Linked DNA regions of Mus musculus: region 1 is linked to region 2. A link is a contact called in public promoter capture Hi-C data. All regions are on one chromosome and are shown on one strand. The core of a region is the stretch at or near the end of the contact, and the rest is flanking DNA. Distances in the headings are between cores, read along the strand shown.

The links. Promoter capture Hi-C pulls out the DNA fragments that hold promoters and counts their contacts.
Region 1: a promoter capture Hi-C map of neutrophils shows a contact between it and region 2, with 3 times the contacts expected there. The contact joins the promoter of Atl2 here to the promoter of Fez2 in region 2. A contact is called at or near these places in 1 of 39 promoter capture datasets (neutrophils) and 1 of 115 datasets of contacts at active chromatin or transcription factors (pancreatic cancer cells).

The regions. Positions count from the first base shown.
Region 1 is chr17:79,894,154-79,898,052 of GRCm38.p6, reverse strand. Atl2 (atlastin GTPase 2) reads left to right here and starts at 1,930. Exons shown (of 13, transcript NM_019717.3): 1 at 1,930-2,144. The coding sequence starts at 2,027. It also overlaps a transcript of Gm41625 not described here.
Region 2 is chr17:78,416,829-78,420,334 of GRCm38.p6, reverse strand. It overlaps Fez2 (fasciculation and elongation protein zeta 2 (zygin II)), which reads left to right and starts at 2,183. Exons shown (of 8, transcript NM_199448.3): 1 at 2,183-2,502. The coding sequence starts at 2,252.

The DNA.
Region 1 (3,899 bases), core at 681-3,180, 1.5 Mb before region 2:
TAAAAGCCTTTGTCAACTACAGTTTGGCCTTTACCCTGAGCAGAGCAACCCTATGATCCTATTTGTATGTTAAAAAAAACAAAACAAAACAAAACTCAAACCTTCGGCTGGGTGAAGAGTCTACAGGAGAAGGGAAATACTTTGTTACAGGGGAGTGGGGGAGATAGGAGGTTGAATGAAGATACAGGCTAGGGTGGTGCTGGAGAGGAAGTGAGTTAGGGAGAGATCCAGCAGTCACAATGACAATAGAAGATTTGTTGGGTGGAAAGAGGAGAAAGAAGTCTGGAATGTGTCTCTTTGGTTTGAATAGAAGAGAGGTAACTATAATGAAGGTGGCTTTTTAAACTTGGATTTGACCGTGGGTCAGTGTTCATTCTGTGACGACCTGAGTTAGGTTTCTCTATATTCACTGGATCCAGGAGGTGTGGCTCTATCTGGGGTGCTGTAGCAGAGCTGATGAGATGCCAGTGTCTGCGAGTAGAACCCCCTCTGAAGACCAGTTGGCCAGCAGCACAGCTTTGGGAATGACTAACTTTCCCAGGATATCTGATAGGGTGTGCTCAGTGTCATGTAACCACTGACAATAAATGGGATTTTGGTCTTTGAAGGCAAAAATCCTCATCTTGACATCTTCTTTCATGCCCAAGCACCTGCACACCGCGGAGTGTACAATCTCCAATAGTTATCACAGAGAGAGATTATGAAAGAAAATCTAAGGTCAGGCGTGGGGGTCCATGCCTTTAATCCCAGCGCTCAAGAGGCAGGGGTAGGCAAGCTCTGTGAATTTGAGGCCAGCCTTGTCTGTAAAATGGGTTCCAGGATAGCCAAGGCTTATACAGAGGTTTATACAGAGAAACTATGTCTTGAAAAACCACCACCACCAAACAAAAAGAGAAGAAAAAAGAAAAGAAAAGAAAAGAAAAGAAAAGAAAAGGAAAGGAAAGAAAAGAAAAGCAAGCAAGCAAGCACACCTACTATCAAGCAAGTCCCTTACTAGGTTGCTCAGGAAACATGGGAGCAGCACACAGAGTTAGTGCAGAAGGAACTCACAATCTGTGTCTCCAAAGATAGAGAACAGGTGACTTAATCCCCAGACAGTTCAACCAAAGCCCATCTGGAATGATGCCCTCCAAAGTTTGATGACACTAACGGTTTTTTTCTAGAGGTTTTGTGGAATTAAAGGTTGCAAAGTATAGGCTTAAGAGGTTGGGGTAAGACAATCATTTGGACACCTGGGCTCCCACTTTTTCAAGAGAAAAGGATTTTCTCCTGCAGCCATGGTTGTGGTACAAATTCATGAGACTAAGAACTGTGTTCCACAGCTGCCTCCACAGGTTGACGTATCTGTTATAAAGTTTCTCGAACTTTCTACATGATGCCAGTGGATCCCCAGAAGAAGGTTCATCACAGTTAGGAGAGGATGTATTAGAATTCCTTCTCTGATCAGAGCGGTATTTTTTTGGGTTTCAGATATGCATAGTTGAGAGGGTAAAGTAGCCTCAGAAGGCGATGGGGAGCCAATGCAAACAAATTGTAGGATAGTGGTGGAAAGAGAAAACCTTTCTGTGTAGGGCCAAGATATCAGGAGAAGCCAGGCACTGGCTTCGCAGGGAAGAGGGCTGGGGGTAAGAAAGCTAGGAGGGAAAGGATGCGAATGTAACCTCACGTGCAGAGTCAACGTTAGAGATGCGAAGAGAATTGGGAAAGGAGGGACTGGAGATGCCTTCTCCGCCCTGCGGCAAGGGGGTGTGGCCCCGAGAGCGGGAAGGTAGGGACGGGATGGCGCCGGCCGCAGTGGGGGTTCCCCAACTCTTCCTTAGAAGTCTGAGAGCTGCGGAGCTCCGCGGCAGGTTGGCCCGGGCGGAGGAGGAGCGAGGGCGCTGATGGGCGTGGCTGGGCGTGTCTGGGCCGCGCAAGTCAGAGGGCGGCGCTAGGACCCGCAGGCCGCCCCGCCGGCTCCCGGGAGGTTGATAAAGCGGCGGCGGCGTTTGACGTCAGTGGGGAGTTAATTTTAAATCGGTACAAGATGGCGGAGGGGGACGAGGCAGCGCGAAGGCAGCAGCCGCAGCAGGGGCTGAGGCGCCGGCGACAGACCAGCGACTCGAGCGTCGGAGTTAACCACGTCTCGTCTACGACCTCCCTAGGTACGGGCCGGAGGGGCCGAGGCCACGGGGGGCCGGGAGTCGGGGAGGCTGCGGCCGTTCGGGCTGGCGGGCACCGGTCGCCCGCTGGGGTCGAAGACCGCGGCTGGCTGGGCTCGGCTCGGCTCTGGCCGCCGCGGCCGCCCGTTCGCTCGCACGCTCGTTCGCTCGCTCGCAGGGCCTAGCGGCAGCCGCGCCCCACGCTCCGCCGCGCGGCCTGAGAGGGCGGCCCGCGGGCCTCGGCTCTCCCAGCTGCCGGGGGAACGGGCAGCCCGGCCCCCTGCCCGCCGCCGCCGCGTGGCCGCCGCGGTGTCCGCCCCGACCCAAGGGGGCGGCCTTGAGCCGGGGCCACGGGGCCGGGACGCGCGGAGGTCGGCGGGCGGTACGGGATCGGTCACCCGGCGGGCACTCACTGCCCTGGGTGCCTGACGCGGGCCGGGAAGGGAGGGACGAGCGGGACGCGCTGGGCCCCGCGGTGGCGGTGGACGCGGGAACCGCTGGCACCTGGCTGCCAGGTCGCAGAGCTCTCTCCACACACACACCACACACACTCACACACCCTTCCTTCCCGATGGGAGCCGCAGTCCGCAGGCCAGGGCTGGGGCCCGGGCTCAGCTTCAGCTTCACCAGCTCTTGGCTCCGCCGAACCCATTCGCACGAGTTGTGCGTGGATTGGCCAGGGTTGCAAGTGTTGGCTCCGGTTGTCAGACTGGGGTTAGGAGCCCTGGGGCTGCGAGTCATTCGCTTCAGGCTGAGAGTGTCTGGTTTGAAGTCACCTGATCCCGTCGTTCCTGGGTTTTGCTGAATGTGAGCTCCTACTGTATGTGTGTGTACATGGCGCCCCTACCCCGTCGAAGACGCAGTTGCGTTGGCAGCGCGGTGTTGTGTGTTGCTCTCACTCACAGCACCCCTATTTTTAGGAGTGTAGCATTTGATCTTTCACCGTGGTGCGAATTGAACGCACGAAGTCCTTATTGAGAGTTGCGATGGTTAAAGGCGGAAAAGTTTTTCAAAGGCTTAGAAATCGTAAGGGCTTAGGGTTAGATACCTGAGGTCAAGATAAGCGTAGAGTAAACACACCGGGTATGAGATCGCTTTTGTATTTCCTTTTCCACAATCTGATAAAGGCTTTACTGGATAAAATTTAAAACATTTTGATTAAATATTTACCACAGACACTTTATAGAAAACTTTAATTTACATTTCACCATTTATGGTAGCTCTTGGACATATGTCAGAGGTGAGGATAACTTAGAATTTTCGAACGAGAAAAAGAAATGAGGTTTGTTAACCTGTCAACTACAAACTCTTGTCAGAACTGTTTACAGTGGTAGCCCTCTGCCCTTGGAAATACTTCCAGAGAGGCTTTTTAAAAACCTTAGGTGGCTGATTTGTTTTGGAATCCGTGTGTGTGTGTGTGTGTGTGTGTGTGTGTGAGAACAGTTTGAGATGTAGTGTCAACATACTTGATGTATGCAATAGGAAAAGCATAAGTTTGATTCAGTCATGGGTAAGAGCATGTTTTATGCTATTGGACACTGAGAAGAGATGAGAGAGTGTCTTGGGACTATCGCCTTTGGCTACTTTGTGGTTTCTTTCTTCCACCCTTCTCCACCCCTTTCTGCCACACTTTCCACCCCCTAGATAAGAGAGAGGAAAGAGATCCCTGAATAAAGTCAGGGGTGGGAAAGGGGCAACTCTATCGTTAGACTACTTCCTGCTGATTAGGGGTGTCCTTGGGGCAAGTTTGATCTTCGC
Region 2 (3,506 bases), core at 934-3,433:
CAACTGAAGATGCAAGAAGAGGCACAAACCTTCACATCAAGGCTGGATGAGGCATCCTAGTAGGAGGACAAGCATCTTAAGAGGAGGTAAAGGAGTCAGAGACACCACACCCCATTCCCACTGATGGGAGTCCTCCAAGAACCCCAGGCTACACAAGCACAGCCCATAAGCATGACCTAGCCCATAAGCATGACCTAACCTATAAGCATGACCTAGCCCATAAGCATGACCTAACCCATAAGCATGACCTAGCCCATAAGCATGACCTAGCACAGCTGCACACAGGCTCCATGCTTCAGGCTCGGTGAACACTCAGTATTTTCTTTCTTCGGTTCTGTATTTTCAGATTAATTATATGTTTAGGTGATTTACATGTTACATGATATACTTTTCCATTTTTTGATATGTAGGAATTTGACTGCACTGCACTGTACGGCTGAGATGTTGCCATTGTCAGCATTTGTGTGACACATTATTTAACGCATCCTAAAGCTGGTTTTCCATCTTCTCTAGTTTTGAATATAAGTGCTTGAAATTGTTTTTCTCAGATAACTTTTCTTTCTTTCAAAATTTAGTTTAAGTTAAAACTTTACAAAAATCTTTTCCCTCTCAGCTCCCCCGGCCCCTAAATTCATGGCCTAATTTTCTTTAACTACCACTGGCACATGTACAAACTAACCTTTCTTAATCTATCAAGTGAGGAAACTCCTTCACACATGATCATTTTCATAAAGGTCTCTAGGAGCTGGTAGGAAGTAAAATAGGTATAAAGTAGATAAGTTTGAGTGAAGCCAACGTACAAAATTAGGCTCTATGGAGTGATAAAGGAGGCCGGCTTCCTCCTCAGGGGGCCCCTGGTGATGGACTGTGTAAACCCGAAGCTGGTGCTTTGGTTCAAGCTAGAAGTTAGCTGAAGGGAGCAGCCTGTCAGGAAGGAGAAGAAGTGCTGACAGGACATACTGAGTGAAGGGGCGAGGGAACAGAAACTTGAAACTGGGTAGTTTCTAAGAAAGGCTGAGTCAAAGAGTCTAGAGAAAGGCTGGGTGGAAGAGCATGGTACCACAACATGGCAGAAATGGGTCTCCTGTTGAATGTCTTCTTACATTCTACCACTTAACACTTCCTTTTACCCAAGGAGGGGCAGGTATTGTTTGCAAGGAAATTCATTGGGCATTTTGTATTTAATTATATATAAAACGAGCTCACTGGATTGAGTTGCCCAATAAATTTTTATACAATTCCTGAGTAGACACTATATATGTATATATATATATATATACATATATATTCCCTTTTAAAATGTACTTTTCTCTCATACAATCCCTTTGACTGCAGTTCCCCCTCCCTCAACTCCTCCCAGTTACCCCCTTCCCCCTCTTCCCCAGCTGCATTGCTCCTCTGTTTTATAACATTTTATAATATATTATTGAAAGATGTTTCACCCACCTGAATGACACATTTGAAGGAATAATGATTCTGTCTATTATTGGGCATTTACTGCATCTGCCTACTTTCCTTGATTTTTGTTGTAGTTAAATGCATGTGATAAAACTATAATCCTAGCCATCTTCAGGGTACAGTGTATATGGCATACAACAATCACTGCTCTTTACCTTCATGGATAATTTTATTTTGCAAATAAACAAACAAATAAGAAGCTAGGTCTATGAAAAGAAAGCTTTCCATACCTCAGCCATGCTTTTACAAGATTTAATTTTCATTAAATTTTAAAGGTCGGGCTACAGTAATGAAGAAGTGACCATGCATAGCAAGCAGGTGAGTATTTATTGTTGAGGCATTTTCTAAGTACTTTGAGCATATTCACTCACATAATTATTAGCAAGCATGCGTTTTGCACATGGGAGAGATGTATTTGTGGAATGGATTTTGGTACCAAGCAAACATTTCCCAGTAAATCTTGTCAATCTAGATGGAGTGTTAGAAATGTTCCTATGGGGCAAAAATCTGACAGTAAGTAGGTTTAAAGAAGTCTTCCTTTTAGCCACTTTTAGACAGGGACACTGAGGGAAGTTGTTTCTAAATGCTCAAGAACATCGGAAGTGACTCAACTCGGTTAAGGTCTTCCAGAAGACTCAGGAAGGGAAGACTTTAAAGTCAGCTTGGGTCTCCGCTCAACCAAGAGCTGGAGGACAAGGGGCGTGGCCTCAAGTGGGCGGGCACCGTTGGGGCGTGGCCTGGAAGCGACAGGGCGTGGCTGTCTGACCGGGGCGGGGCGCCGGCAGCGGGCGCGATGGCGGCTGACGGGGACTGGCAGGATTTCTATGAGTTCCAGGAGCCGGCCGGGAGTGTCCAGGAACAGGAGAACTGTAACGCGAGCCCGGAGGCTGGCGCGGGGGCACACGCGGGCGGCGACAGCTTCCCGGCGCTGGCTTCCAGCCTGGAGGAGAAGCTGAGCCTGTGCTTCCGCCCCACGTCGGAGGCCGAGCCCCCACGGGCGGCCGTGCGGCCCATCACGGAGTGCAGCCTCCTGCAAGGGGACGAGTGAGTGCGGGCCCCGGAGCGGGCGGGCGGGCGGGAGCGGCCCCAACCTCGCCCTGCCCCCGCCGCAGCCGGGAGTCCCCACAGGCCCCGCCCCGCGCCCTCCTTCTTCCTCGGTCGCTCTGAGCCCCGCCCCGGGGCTGCCGGCCTGGCCCTGGAGTTTAAATGCCCGCTGTTGCCCTGCCTTCCTTCCCCTTGAACCCTCCTGCAGACCCCTGTGTGCTTCCTTGTGGAGACCCTGCCTCCTGGGGCACGTGTGGCTCAGTTCATTCATTCAACTCGCTTTTCTTAAAGCCCCTGTCATGGGGCCTGGCACTGGGGATGCCGAAGTGGGCATTGCTCCTCTCAAGTAGGACACAAAGTGGGATGGGACATAGGTTGGTTAAGCACATGTTTTCCGAGTGTAATGAGTACTTTGATAGGTATTTGTACCGGATACGGGAGATTTCAAAGGGGATGTCCGAATGAAGACTTTATAGCCGCTAACTGAATCCTTGATGGAGATCTGGGAGTTAGGCAGAGTGCAGAGGTGTGAGTTACCATTGAAGTTATAGAAGTCTCTTGGGCCCACAAGAACAAACTGTCACAGAGGCAAAAAGTAAATGGTAGCCCTTACTAATGATATCTAATAGTGTATCCAGAAGACCAGTGCACAGCAGCAATGGCTCCCGTTTTCTCTGTGATTAGCTTCAGTGTGATGACATTCACAGGGGTTGATGAAAGCGCTTTATTCAGACACTTTTAAACCCAATTATTGTTTGTTTACACGAGAGTTGTAATTATGTACCGCATCTTTTCGTGAAAATCTAGCCAAAAGAATGGTGCGAGCCAGTGAGCTCGAGTGTTTTGTTTGCAGGGTGAGTGGAGACCCTAAGAGTACTGGCCCTCTTGGAAGGTGATGGGTAGGACCCGTTTCCAGAACATTGGGAACACAATGGTGGCCGGAGACACTACATGTTAGTGAGGAGAATTGAAACAACAGCATTTTTTATTACATCTTAATAATT